Regions from separate parts of the Mus musculus genome. Here region 2 is linked to region 1. A link is a contact called in public Hi-C data. All regions are on one chromosome and are shown on one strand. The core of a region is the stretch at or near the end of the contact, and the rest is flanking DNA. Distances in the headings are between cores, read along the strand shown. Region 1 overlaps Vegfc (vascular endothelial growth factor C). Region 2 has its middle 65 kb from the start of Spcs3.

What was found. A called contact is a pair of places that touch in the nucleus more often than the background predicts.
Region 2: a contact with region 1 is called in a Hi-C map of ventricular fibroblasts, with 4 times the contacts expected there. The contact joins two enhancer-like sites. A contact is called at or near these places in 4 of 484 Hi-C or Micro-C datasets (liver, nephron progenitors, stem cell-derived neural stem cells and 1 more).

The regions. Positions count from the first base shown.
Region 1 is chr8:54,159,877-54,166,957 of GRCm38.p6, forward strand. The region is part of intron 3 of Vegfc (vascular endothelial growth factor C); the gene reads left to right. Among named protein-coding and RNA genes, the nearest start is that of Gm33153, 80 kb to the left of the region's middle. Within about 2 kb of position 3,830, at least 45 of the 459 cell types and tissues checked have an H3K27ac peak or open chromatin away from gene starts, as enhancers often do.
Region 2 is chr8:54,461,135-54,468,215 of GRCm38.p6, forward strand. No RefSeq gene overlaps it. Among named protein-coding and RNA genes, the nearest start is that of Spcs3, 65 kb to the right of the region's middle. Within about 2 kb of position 4,082, at least 12 of the 459 cell types and tissues checked have an H3K27ac peak or open chromatin away from gene starts, as enhancers often do.

The DNA of each region.
Region 1 (7,081 bases), core at 2,580-5,079:
AGCTGCATTTGTGGTGAACTTCGAGAATATTCATCAATAGAAACTAGTAAAATTACTCAGTTGTTAAAGTTTTTCATTTTTAAGCCCAAGGCTCTGAGTTCAGTCTCTAGTACCAGTGTCCTGCCCAGTGATCTGGGTTTATAACTCCTGTGCTAAGGAGTCAGAGATAAGCTCAGTGGCCAGCCAGTCTAATCCAGTAAGTAAGCCTCAGGGATTATAGCCAAGTAGATGGCTACTAAGATATGATACCCGAGGTTAACCTCTGTCTTTCATAAGTACATGTACTTACACTCCCACACACATTAACACACACACACACACACACACACCCCATGGAATAACCATTTTTATTTAGCAATCAAACCTTTTAAATGTTTAGACCCTATGGTTGTAAAAATGTAGCAAAAATACTTACTCAAAGTCTAAAGTTAAACAATCGTGTTCTGTGCTGTAAAGGAAAAAGAAAAAAATGTAAACTCCAATTTGATTTGCTCAAGGTAATTTCTTTTCAAATTGATAGTTTAACTGCTTTAGCTGATCCACAATATCAGCTGATCAACAAAATCAGCTAAACATTGTCTTAATTTACTCTAATGTCAATGGCTGTGGAAATTAAGACAATTCCCTCAATTAATGCTAGTCTATCCTGTCAAAAATTAATCACTAAGCCTAACTAAAAGGTACATGTGAAAACATTAGAGCCGAGGGAAGTATGTAATCCCTAAGAATTGAAGGGAACAAAGAAAACGGGACGTAAAAAATTGGACCCAAGATAGTGTATCAGGAGATATGGAAGGGTAAGTTACAGGGAAATCCATCAGGCTTGATGACTACACTAGTCTTATTCTAAAAGCAATGGGGTATCAGTGAACATCCTCTTTAAGGAGGAGAGTGGCAGTATTAGACATGTGCTGTTTACAATAGCTTGCAGATGTAAGCCTAAGAACAGGGAGGGCTGGGAGGAGGGGAAGCTGAAGTGTGGCAAACAGAAAGGATAGCATCACACTAGCTGAGAAAAGAAGTAAGTGTCTCCTTTTTTTTTTCATTTTAATATTTTTTATTAGATATTTTCCTCATTTATATTTCCAATCCTCTCCCAAAAGTCCCCCATACCCTCCCCCAACTCCCCTACCCACCCACTCCCACTTTTTGGCCCTGGTGTTCCCCTGTACTGAGGCATATAAAGTTTGCATGACCAATGGGCCTCTCTTTCCACTGATGGCCGACTAGGCCATCTTTTGATACCTATGCAGCTAGAGACAAGAGCTCCGGGGTACTGGTTAGTTCATATTGTTGTTCCACCTATAGGGTTGCAGATCCCTTTAGCTCCTTGGGTACTTTCTCTAGCTCCTCTATTGGGGGCCCTGTGATCCATCCAATAGCTGACTGTGAGCATCCACTTCTGTGTTTGCTAGGCCTCAGCATAGTCTCACAAGAGATAGCTATATCTGGGTCCTTTCAGCCAAATCTTGCTAGTGTATGCAATGGTGTCAGCATTTGGAGGCTGATTATGGGATGGATCCCTGGATATGGCAGTCTCTAGATGGTCCATCTGGTGTCTCTTAATGCTCTAACCAGTGGAAACCCTGGGGCTTCAAGAAACCTCAGGGGGCAGCTAACACTTGTGTGAAGATCCCTTTTCCAGCTGCACACTCATGTCTTCTCATCTACTGTGTTTGTTTTTCATAGTGATCCATTCCATCTCTCTCCTGATTGCCATAATCCCTGCTTTAAAATTGTGACTCCTAGGAAGTCAGTTGCTTTCTCCTAGGAAGGCAGTTGGTTGGTATGCCTACTCCTGCCTGAGAAGCAAGCTTCTCCTTCCTCTCCTGTTGTTTGTCTCTTATTAAGTTACCCTGTCATCAGTTTGGCCAAGCCAAGTTTTCTTTTAACTAAAAGTTCAATCAATGATCCCACTAGCTAACTTCCAAGTATCTCTGCAACCGAAATCATGTCTTCACCCTGATGTAGCCATATTTATCTTTCACCAGGAATCTAATAGGTGCTGTCCCATATCCATATCCATACTTAGCTTCTTCCAATATACTTGGAACATTTTGTAGTGACCTGAACTCTTTTAAGTAGCATTGTGTTCTTTAGGTTGGGCCAGCATTTATCCAGCATGCTGATAAACTTGTGTTTGCTGAATGGGATATTGAAAAAAAAATCATGAGGTCTGATTTGTACAGAGACACTAAGTTGAATATTGTTCCATTCCTTAAGACACAACTTCCCTGGGCTTTCTACAGTCTCTTCCTCTCAGCTCCCATTTGTCATTGTTTTCACCTGTAAAAGCTGCTTCTCACTGCTACTCAGATTCCATAACTCTTGGCTTAAGTAGCTGTTCACCTGCAGTGGTGAATGCAGTTTCCATTTACCTAGTGACGTTCTGCTCAACCGCAGGCTTGGTTACTCATAGAAGCCATTTCCACATTCCCATGACATTGTTTTCATTTTTATCTATTGATTTTTATTCTCTGGGCTCTAAATTCTGTGAATGTAAACATTGTTTGTTTATTAACCTAGAGAATACTTAGTGCTATACTTGGCCTGTGCTCAACACTTGGCACCAAGTAGAGAGAGTGGTTCAATGAAGGGAAATGACTTCAAGGTCAGAGGTTGAGTTTGAGTATGAAGGTTTTGTGATGGTGAAAGCACTAAAAGATGCAGATGCTAGAATGAAGTTGGACACAGAAATCTAGTGAAGTGGCCGTGTCTTCCACTTCTAATTTGGGAGAAAGAATAACTTTAATAGTTGTACTATCAAATGAAGCTTATAATTCTTATGAATACTAACTGTATTTATTAGAAGAGAAAATCAAATGCCAAGGTAAAACCACCATTCGTTATTCGTTTCAGTCACTACTTCCTTTCATTTTGTAAAACCATGTCCTCCTCCCTCCAAAAGGATGTTCTTGTGTTTGTTTGTTTGTTTGGACTAATAAACTTAACTTAACTTTAGTTAAATGAGTGGAACTTAGTGTTGTTTTAAAGTAAGTAATGACATATAGATTCTCTCCAATAGAATTTAGTATGTGGCCAAGGGAATTAGTATTTGGGTTCAGAGGTTAAGAGTACCAATTTTTTACAGGACCAGAATTCAATTCCCAGCACTGATTTCTGATGGGTCACAAACGTCTGTAACTCCAGCTTCAGGGGAAAGAACTGCTCTAGTCTCCACAGGCCCCTGCACTCAGTGTACACACAAAATCCCCCTCCCTTGCATACATACACATAATTAAAACTAAAATTTTAAAATAAAATTAATACTCATAGAGTTATTAAAAGTAGTGGATGTGTTCCAAATGAGAACCCTACAGGTTTACAAAAGTGCTTTCATGGAGTTTTTGTAGCTAAAGCATGAAACACCCCAGGGCAGGAAGGAAGTGTTCAGTTCTATTTCTCCTTTTACTAATACAGTTTGTTAAATCTTCCACTGAATAACTTTCTCCTATATTTATAAAAAAAGATACTTTTTCAATGTACACATGGGAATGTGTGAAGATGTCTTTCCAATAAATTTCTTACTGTTAAATGTCTTTAAGGTAAAAGTGTGTGTGTGTGTGGGGGGGGACCCAAGCTTTTGTTTTGTTAAAGTTTCAGACACGTATTTTAGCAGCCAACCTCACCAGTCTGAGTATATAAACCTTAACAACACCAGCATCTCTAGTGTTATGCTCCAATTGTTGATTTTTAAAATGGAAACTTCATAGAAATGTGGGTTTTTTTTTATGGGTCTTTGTGAAGGGCAGGTTATCAGAATGCACAAGGAAGCCAGTTTCTAGTTGCAAAGTGAAACCACATGGTCTGTGCATTCCAAACTGACGTAACCAATAGCAACTGCTTCAGCAGGCTCCCCCTGGAACGGCTAGAAGCATATTGACGGAATGCCATCGTAGACTCACGTGAACATGCCCTGAGTGTACTTTCCTATGTGAAGCTGTACAGTTAAGAGATCACAGCAAAAGCTAAAGTGAATCTTGCAGAAAATAAGTTATTTGTTGATGAAAGTAGAGCCAGAAGAAAGGTATCTGCTATGAAAATGTGCATGTGGAGTCTGAAGTGCCATGAATGTTCCCATTTCCCCCAAAATGGCATCATAAAGATCATAATAATGAATGCATGGTTACTAGGACCAAAGGTATAACTGTGACGCCTGAAGTTTGCTCTCAAGAAGTTGAGCAGTTTTTTTTTTAAATAGTCATTAGGCACTAGGCAAGAGAAACCAGTCTAGCTTCATGAACTAATTTTAAGCATTATTTAAAATTCTGTATTTCCTACTCAAAAAGATACAGCAATTTGTTTCTTTAAGTTTATAGAAATTATATAAACATATGTATTGCCAACATTATTTCTTTATATTTGAATACAATGTATCATATTTTTTTTTACAACAGAATACATTTGAACCTCAGTATAATATGGATCTTTATAGTACAAGTAGGCGGTATTATTTGCACTGTAGTTAGAAATATTTCTTCCAGAATGCTGCAGGGGCATGGAAGATTAATTTATTCCACTCGTATGTATTCATGTATTTTTAAATGGAATGTGATTTGTGTTGTGTCCTTAACAAATTAATATTTGGCAAGTACAGTTGCTAGAAAACAGGTTTCATCTTGATGTGGAGAAAGAGCTCTTGACCAGGAAAGTTAGCAGAAAGTTATGCAATAATAATATTTTCTTCAGGAAAATATTATTTTAACCAATAAATCTGTGAAAAAAAGCATTGCTTTTGGTCAAATAAAGATATTGATGGTGTTAAGAATTTTATCAAGGACTCTGAGAGCTCCTGACTTGAGGTTTTAACCTATTTGTAATGTGGTGTGAGTTTCATGCATCACAGTATGTTAAAATGTGTTCAGAGCTGAGTGTCAAGACTCTTCTATCTGCTTTTCATTTTAAATCTACTCTTGAGTTCTAAAGGCTTTGAACAGCTGTGGGTGTGTGGCCAGGACACTAAGTTTAACTGCAGACATGAACTTTGAACTTTCACCTCTTCTCATTTTTAGGAATTATTGCTTTTATACCTTCCAGTCACAACTTTTTCTTTTTTTCTTTTTTAATGTTGAATGTGCTCAAAGTTAGGATAATTAGAAGAAAAGAGAAAAGAGAATTCTATTTCAGATATGAAGATGCTTTAAAAGTCTCATTTTAGGAACATATTTGTATCCCACAATATTCCTGTTGAATTTGGGAATAAATTGTACTCCAGGGTATTCCCAGCGAGGAAGCTCTGCACTCTCTCTTGACCAGCCTGTAAGGTGTACGGAGATTGAACTGTTGATGTGTAGGAGTTGCTATGTTGGGTAAACACTATTGTTTCAAAGTGCACTCTATTCGCAGTCCATTCTTGTTGGTGAGAATTGACCATTACATATTCTTACTGAAGAATGCCAGTAGATAACAACAGGGAACGTAAGGTCAGAAATATTTCCTGTTTTGCTTTATTTAGCACACTTTCACAGAATATAAAATCAGATGTTTTTAAATTCACAAACTTTTAAAAACGCCTTCTTTATATGCATACCATTTTAAATGTGTTCCAAAGCCAAAACAAAGCATGTAGACGTAAATAATATCAGTTCATAAGTAATGTTCTTACCACTTAAATATTAAGTCAAATATAAATTAATATTATGAGTTAGGCTAGCAGTACCTTCTTTATAGCATAAGACTGCTTTAGTAAATATCAGACTGCAGTTAATTGCAATATTAAGTAATTTTGTGGTGTCTCTTAGTACCTACTGAGTACGTATACTAGCTAAGGACCACTATCTAATTCTGTACGCCAAGTCTGAACTTTTTACCTTGAATATAAGTGAATTTAAAAATACTACTATGTACAGATTAAAATGAAAATTAGTCTGACATCAACATATAGTATTAAAAGCATGATATAATCCACTGCATCCCAAGAATCAATGTGTTTATATAGGTCATGACTTCATTGATGAGAATTATAGTTAACTGTATTGTTCAGATTTCATGAAATGGCCAGAGATAATTTCACATGATGGTTATACTGTGCTTACTAATTTCTTAGAAGCATTTTTTATTTTTATTTTTAGAAACTCTCTGGTACCTTGAAAATTCTCATATAGCATCTATCTATCACCGCTGTGTGTTTATCTCTGTGTGTACAGGGGCATGTGCATCAGTACATGCTCACACGTGTGTCATTCACTCTCAAAGATACTCTTGGTATCTGTGAGCTGCATAGGAGCAAGTGTCATTCACTCTCATTGATACTCTTTGTATCCGTGAGCTGCATAGGAGCGAGTATCGTTATTGATGATTACCATCTAGGAATCCTAGCAAGGACTTTATAGTAGCTTATAGATACTCAATAAATCATTATTGAAGATCTGAACAAGAAAATAGAGTTTAAGCAGAATTTTTTTTCCATGGCATATACCCTCCTGGCCTTCCCAATTAGAAGTCGGCCTTTTTACAAGATATTTACAAGTTCATTTGCCTTCTCTATGAATGTTCCTGATCCCCGAGTTTCTTTGTTACATACATTCTCTTTTCATTCTCTATGATGTCACTAAATCACACTTCACTGTCCATGATTTTATTCCCGATGTTGATACTGACAACCGTTGTATAACTCTCCTCCAGTTCCAGACACAAACTTAACCGCTCATTATATAAGCATTATTAGACTTTATTTACTGACCTGTATGTCTTGCTATCATTTACACTGTAAAAAGTAAGATATGGTAAATATGAAGGTCAAATCATAAAGATAAAACTAAGAAGTGAAGCATAGTTTAGTGTTAGATCATGTACAAAATCCCAAGCTGTATCCCCCAACACCAGAAAAATTATAGGAATGATTGACAAATATATTTAAAATCCTCCTGGTGTACACAATTTACATATCTTCTATGTTTCTTGATGTTGTAGTTTTAATCCATGGCATGAAAAATAAAATAAGCTGTACCATATGTAGACCTGCAAAATTATTTCATAAAAGAAGCTATCTATAGATAGAGATGTCAGTCATTTCATTAAATCAGAAATTTTCTGCCAGTAACATAAGCAAATATGTGCTCAGAGAAGAAATCAAAATCAC
Region 2 (7,081 bases), core at 2,832-5,331, 300 kb after region 1:
ACTTAGATTTGACCTTAGTACAAGGAGATAGAAATGGATCAATTCGCATTCTTCTACATGATAACCGCCAGTTGTGCCAGCACCATTTGTTGAAAATGCTGTCTTTTTTCCACTGGATGGTTTTAGCTCCCTTGTCAAAGATCAAGTGACCATAGGTGTGTGGATTCATCTCTGGGTCTTCAATTCTGTTCCATTGGTCTACTTGTCTGTCACTATACCAGTACCATGCAGTTTTGATCACAATTGTCTTTTTTAACTCCATTTTTTAAAACCATCATGTTAGCCAGGCAGTGGTGGTACATGCCTTTAATCCCAGCACTTGGGAGGCAGAGGCAGGTGGATTTCTGAGTTCCAAGCCAGCCTGGTCTACAGAGTGAGTTCCAGAGCTATACAGAGAAACCCTGTCTCCAAAAACCAAAAAAAAAAAAAATCATGTTTTTGTTTTTATTGTTGTTGTTGTTAAATATAGTCCTTAAAATGCTCTAGACCAAGAAGTAACTTTCCTACAAATTCTTACACTTGATTTTAGCCAAGGTCAAATACGTCCAGTTTGATTACTACTCAAGAGTACTCCTTAAATAACTCTTCAAAAGATTCTCCCTAACCAGGAATGGTGGCCATGAGCTCAAGGACAGCCTGGGCTACTGAGAGGCCACCAGGTTTGTCTGAGCTTGAGTGAAACTCCAGAGAAAGAGAGGGGTGGGAGGTGGAGGGGAAAGAAGGAAGACAAAAGCAACAAGAAAAAGAAACACTCACTCTTCCTATCTATTCTATTGGTTGGCTTTCAGGCTTGATCTTCTTATATTTTTTCAACATTCATTTACATCTAGTAAAAGTAGAGGACCTATTCTTTGACACTGAGTTCAGCAACAGCTTTTAGATTTCACAGGAAAATCTCAGTTAACAAATGGAAAAATAGCCAGCAATATTAGATCAAATGAAAGAGTTTCTATACAGGCAACAAAATAAGAAGACAAAGTTTACAAGTATAATAAAAATGATTAGCATTCCAAACATGAAGAATGCATGAAACTCAATACTAAAATAGAAATTACCTGATTAAAATGGGAAAATGTCCTGGCTAAACATTTCTTTGAAGTGACAGAAGGTCAGAGTGTAGCAACCGTCCTGTGTTTTCACCTCATTGCTAGAAAAGGTGTAATAAATAAGACATAAGACATAAATAAGATAACGGAAGTTGAATGTATGAAGAGCCAGGGAGGATGCAAATATTTGACATCAAAAGCTATCATTTATTATGGTGACATAATCAGCTGTGAGAACTGAAGACAAAGAAATCTATCATGGAGTGAATAGGGAAATGAGTCAAAACATGAAACCAAAGTGCACTGCTTGCTAGGTGGAAGAATAAACTCCCATAGTAACAGCGATGCCACCTACTAAAGAAGGCTGAGGAGCAGTAAGAGGAGGGAGGAATTTGATAGCTAAATGAATAAATATATATTTAGAAGAAATTTATAATTCCATCTATTGCGGTGAAGTTTGAGATGCACACTGAAAGAGTTAACAGTGATTAAGTAACTACCGGATAAAAAGTATTTATATCTGAGACTTAAACATTAATCACAGCACACTGAGTATTTTAGTTGTGAATAATTTTCTGAGAGCTATAATGTCAGGATGGGATGTACATTAAATAAATTGTACTATACAGAAAATGAGTGTAGATGCCTACCTAATGTGTGTGCTGCCTTGGAGAGGATCAAGGGACTAAATCATATCACACCCAACAGTGAAGAATCAACATGAGGCCTGAGTTTGGTGAGAAAAGTTAAGGAAAATTAGAAAGGAGAGCAAGAAAGAGTAAAGTAGGAGGAACAAAGGGTCACTAAAAGCTGCATGGGAAATGAAAGGGGGAAAAGATTGGTAGAAAACCTACAAATCAGGACCAGATTGATGGAAAGGATTATGATGGAGGGCTATCTGTTCAAGCACTCTGTTAGAAAATGCCACAAAAAGACCCAACAATACCACTCTTGGGAATATACCCAGAAGATGCCCTACCATGCCACAGGAGCACATGTTCCACTATGTTCATAGCAGTCTTATTTGTGATAGACAGAAGCTGAAAACAACCCAGATGTCCCACAACAGAAGAATTGATACAGAAAATGTAGTTCATTTACACAATGGAGTACAACTTAGCTATTAAAAATGAGGACATCATGAGTTTTTCAGCAAATGGATGGAACTAGAAAATATCCTGAGTGAGAGAACTCAGACCCAAATGGACATGCATGGTATATACTCACTAATAAGTGGATATTAGAGGGGAAAGAGTATAGAATACTCAAGATATACTCCACAGAACTCAAAAAGGTCAACAAACTGAAGGGCCCAAGTGAGGACTCCTCAGTCCCACTTTGGAGGGAGAAGAAAGCAATCACAAGTGGGAAGGGAGAGAGGGACCTGGGAAGGAAAGTGTACAGGGGGAGGGGGAGAGAGGAGAACCTGATCAGGAGTGAGGGAAAAGGATTGAAGCCCTGAAAGCCAGCAGAAAGAATTGAAACTGGCAACATCTCCAGGTAGGAGGTTGGGAGGACCCTCCAGAATGCACCAGAGACCTGGGAGGTGATAGACTCTTAGGACACAAATGGAGGGACCTTAGATGAAATGCCTGACAGTAGAGAGAGGGAATTTATAGAGCCCACCTCCAACAGGAAGTCAGGGCATCAAATGAGGGAGGGGGTTGCCATCCCACAGTCAACACTCTGACCCATAATTTTTCATGTCTGAAAGAACTACAGGGATGGAAGTGGAGCAACAGGCCCAAAGTGGGATCCAGCTCAAGGGACATCCCAAGGCCTGACACTATTACTGAGGCTATGGAGTGCTCACAAAAAGGGACCTAGCATTACCCAAAGTCAGATGCCAATATTTGCACCCAACCAGTTGACAGAAGCTGCTGGCCCCAGTGGTTGAATTAGGAAAAGGCTGAAAGGAGCTGCGGAGGAGGGCAACCTTGTAGGAGGATCAGTAGTCTCAATTAACCTGGACCCCTGACATCTCTCAGACACTGGACCACTACCCAGGCAGCATACACCAGCCGATATGAGGCCCCCAACACATATACAGCAGAGGACTGGCAGGTCTGTGTTCAATCAAAGATGATGCACCTAACCCTCAAGAGACTGGAGACCCCAGAGAGTAGGGAGGTCTGGTGGGATGGGGGATGGGGAAATCCTTGTGGAGACAAGGGGGTTGGGGGGAGGTATGAGATGTGAAGCAGTTGCGGGGAGTGCCCAGGGGGCAGAATAAAATCTGGAGTGTAAAACAATTTTTAAAAAAGAATACCAAATAAATAATAATAATAATAATAATAATAATAATAATCATATAATAAATAATAATAATTCATGTTTTAAAAGGAAAGAAAATGCCACAATAATGTTTATCACCTGGTCTGTTTATTTGAAAGTAAGAAAATTAAATTGAAAAGTAAGTAAAAGATGAGCCATACTACTAGCCCAACTAAATCCCAAACCTTTCTTTAGAGTCAATTTGTGCCAGAAGTATTCCAAGTTCTCAAATGGTAAAAATTGCTAGAAAAGCCTCAGGTCCTCTGAGCACCTTTTCTGTAGGAACAAAATAACAGAAATTGTATGTCTCCTTTCATGTTGCTTTAAGTGTCAACTTGACTAGGTTATAGTCCCTGATTTCTGACTTACACTTTAATTCCAGGTATTGTGAAGATTTTTTTTCATAAAGTATATGTATACTAAATACATACATGTATTAGTTAACTGAATAAGAGACAAGACCCACATAATTTTGATGGACCTGGTTCCATCTGCTGAAAGACATAAGAGTAGAGCTGCATCTTTCCTTGAGAAAGCAGTAGCCATACAGCCTTAGCTCCTGCCTGAGAGTTCGTACTAGAAGCCTTTCCAGAAGAGTTCTGACTTGCCTAGTCAGCCCCCACAGGCAGGTAATTACATGCGATTTATATCTCCTCGTGTCTCCGTTTCCCAGATTAAACCATGACCAAGATCTATACAACGCCAGACACAGATATAAAAACAAAGCTGTACTGGAGTGATAAAAAGTGAGTCAGGGAAAGAAGTTGCTTTTTTATATTGGGTGGCCAGGAAGAGCTCACTGATAAGATGCTGTGGTTGACTGATTGTCTCACTGCTGTAATTCTTCATCCCTCCATTATCCAGCCCTTTTACTGGGTGCCTTTGCAATACCTTTTACTAAACAGCAAGATCAATTTTCCCAGCAGATGACTGGGAAGAGCAAGATCTGCTTTTCCCAGCCATCCCCACCCGACTGGCTTTGTTGTGTGCTTTTCTTTTTCTGATCACTGTTACTTTTGCCAATAAGAAATTAAAAGATGAGCAGAAGCTTGAGAAAGACCTGCTTAAAATATCACACGCCTCTTATTCTTGGATCACAAACAAAGATACACCAGGACTCACAGAAGCTTAAGAGCTACTAGCCCTAATTATCTTAGCCAAGGCCATAGATTAGCTAAAAGCCACATGACTCTTGGACTCATGAGTCTCACCATCCAAGATAAACAGGAAGAGCCTAGCTGACCTGTAGCTGAAAAGAAGACAAGTAGAGGAGCCCAAGTGTGAAGAACAAGAAAGACTGCTGAGATTGGATGAGGTTCATGCATTACAGGCATCTTTGTTGTTGGAATGCCACCGGTGTTTATTATCACTTGGGACTCAGCATTACAGAAGCCACCAGAAACTGTCTGGCATGAAATTTGAATAGGCTTAAAGGAGTCAGAAGATAAGGCCATAATAAAGCCACAAGACACAAAAGCAACCAAGATTAAGCTCTCTAATGCAAGAGTCTGCTTGGCATGACAACGGTCTGCAGACATAGCTGTGTGGTGGGACTAGTAAGCATTAAGTGTCAGGAGAAAAGGCAAGTAGTCACAATTTGTTAAGCTTTATAATATGAAGTAAGGCTTAATGAGACAGGAAATTGATACATGGTTTTAGACAAATTGTTACTAGGATCTGACTTCATTTTAAATGTGACTCTCAGCTGTGGAAAGGAGAACAGAACTATTGTTTGGGTTTGAAATACCCCCATTTTGGTTCATGCGTCCCAATACTTAGCCCCCAGCTTGAAATGACTTTTGGAGAGATGGGACCACGAGAAGATAGGGCATCGTTTAAGGAAGCTGTTTCAAGAAGAAACTAAAAGTGAAACATGAAACCCAGAGCATTCTTTAAATATTTGTTCATTAAAGACAAACTCTAAAGATACTTCCAAGTAAATACTAACTGTAGTAGTTCAGAATCAGCTACTATTCATATAACAGGATACCCCTAAGGAGCCATGCACTCTCTGCCTGAAATTTTCCAAAGCTGAACACTGTGGTATCTCTAACAAAGACTTTCCTTACTACTAGAATTTACTGCTTGGAGCATCCATCAAATCTGCTTCTCTGTTTGCATGTTGATTACCCACAATGGATATTTTACTTCATTTATTTTGCAAGCCAACAGGAAAATCGCTTGTGTGACCCCAGAGATCTCTCTATACAGGACATTCAAGGCAAGTTCTAGAGCCACAAGTAACCTGTATCATCATTCTTAGTGTGCTACAATAGTAGGATTTCAATACTTTTTAATTATTATGTTGTATTGTTTAATTTTGTTATTTGACAATTTCATGAATGTATATTATGTATTCTGTTTCTCTTTCTGTCTCTCTGTCTCTCTCCCTCTCTTTTCCTGTCTCTGTCCCCCACCCCATCTCTCTCTCTCTCTCATATTACTCTCCCACTCTTATAACCCCTTCTTTCCCTTCCAGTCTATTTCCAAGACTCACTATTCTGAGATGTAGAATTAGTTCTAGACTCCAAAATGTGTAAAGAGCTCATTTTGACATTTCAACTTGGATTTTTACTACAAGTCAATCTTTTTAAATGTTTGGAAAATGTGCTTTCGCCTCAATGAACAATGGTTCATTGTTAATTAACATGAACAACTGACATTGTTCAAAGACATGATAAAGATTGTGTGGCCCAGTTTTACTTTTGTTGTTCGGGATTTTTTATGTCTTAAACAAGATTCCTTACTAAACCTGGAGCTCATCCTGCTGACTGGAAGTAAATTTTAGAAACCCACCCATATCACTGTCCTCACACCCAGATCTGCTGTGGCTAGAGTCTGGCCATGCTGGTAATAAGGATCCAAACTTGGGGTTTTTTAGCCTCACAGCAGGTATTTTTCTAGCTGAGTCTTTATCTTAGTTACTTTTCTACTGATGTGGTAAAACACCATAACCAAGGCAACTTACAAAAAATAAAATAAAATAAAATAACAGTGGTGCTTGTGGTTGCAGAGTTAAAATTCATCATGATAAAGGAAAAGTATGGTATTACAAGGGTATGGTGACAGGAAGGGCTGAAAGGTCAAACTTAACTTCACAAAGGGGGCCAGAGAACACATTTAAGATGGCAGAGAGCTTTTGAAACTTCAAAGCTTACCCTCAGTACCTCCCAATCCTCCTGAAAAGTCACACCTCCAAATCCTTCCCAAACAGTTCCACAAAGTGGGGACCATGGAGTTAATTTCCATTCAAAGCACCACAGCTTTCTTTGTGCACACAAACCATTCTTTATCAAATTCTTCATTGCAAAAATACTTTCAAAATGAGCAAGTTTCCTTGAGTATGAATTTCTCACAAGAGGTGGCCACATCCCTCACCCAGGGAAAGCTGGAGAGCTGGTCCTACAGAACTAAAACTGCAAGATCTCCATGACACAGGGCAACAATAGGAGTACTGGTATGCATTCAGTATAGATGGTGTAGCAGAGGCTAGAGGCCTTGAACCAAAATAGTGACTCATAGAAATGAACCCTTGCATATGAGACTGTTTGGGCTATACCGTGTGACACTGGTCATATCACAGCTCCCATGGTGAGATGTTTGTTTGTTGGTTGTTGGTTGGGATGTTTTTTGTTTCTGTTTGTTTGTTTGTTTGTTTGTTTGTTTTGTGGCTTTTGGTGTGTGGAGGTGATATTTCATATTTATTTTTGTGGTTTTCTTTTAAGGGTGGGTTGCAAGGGCAGAGGGAGAGTACTGAGGGA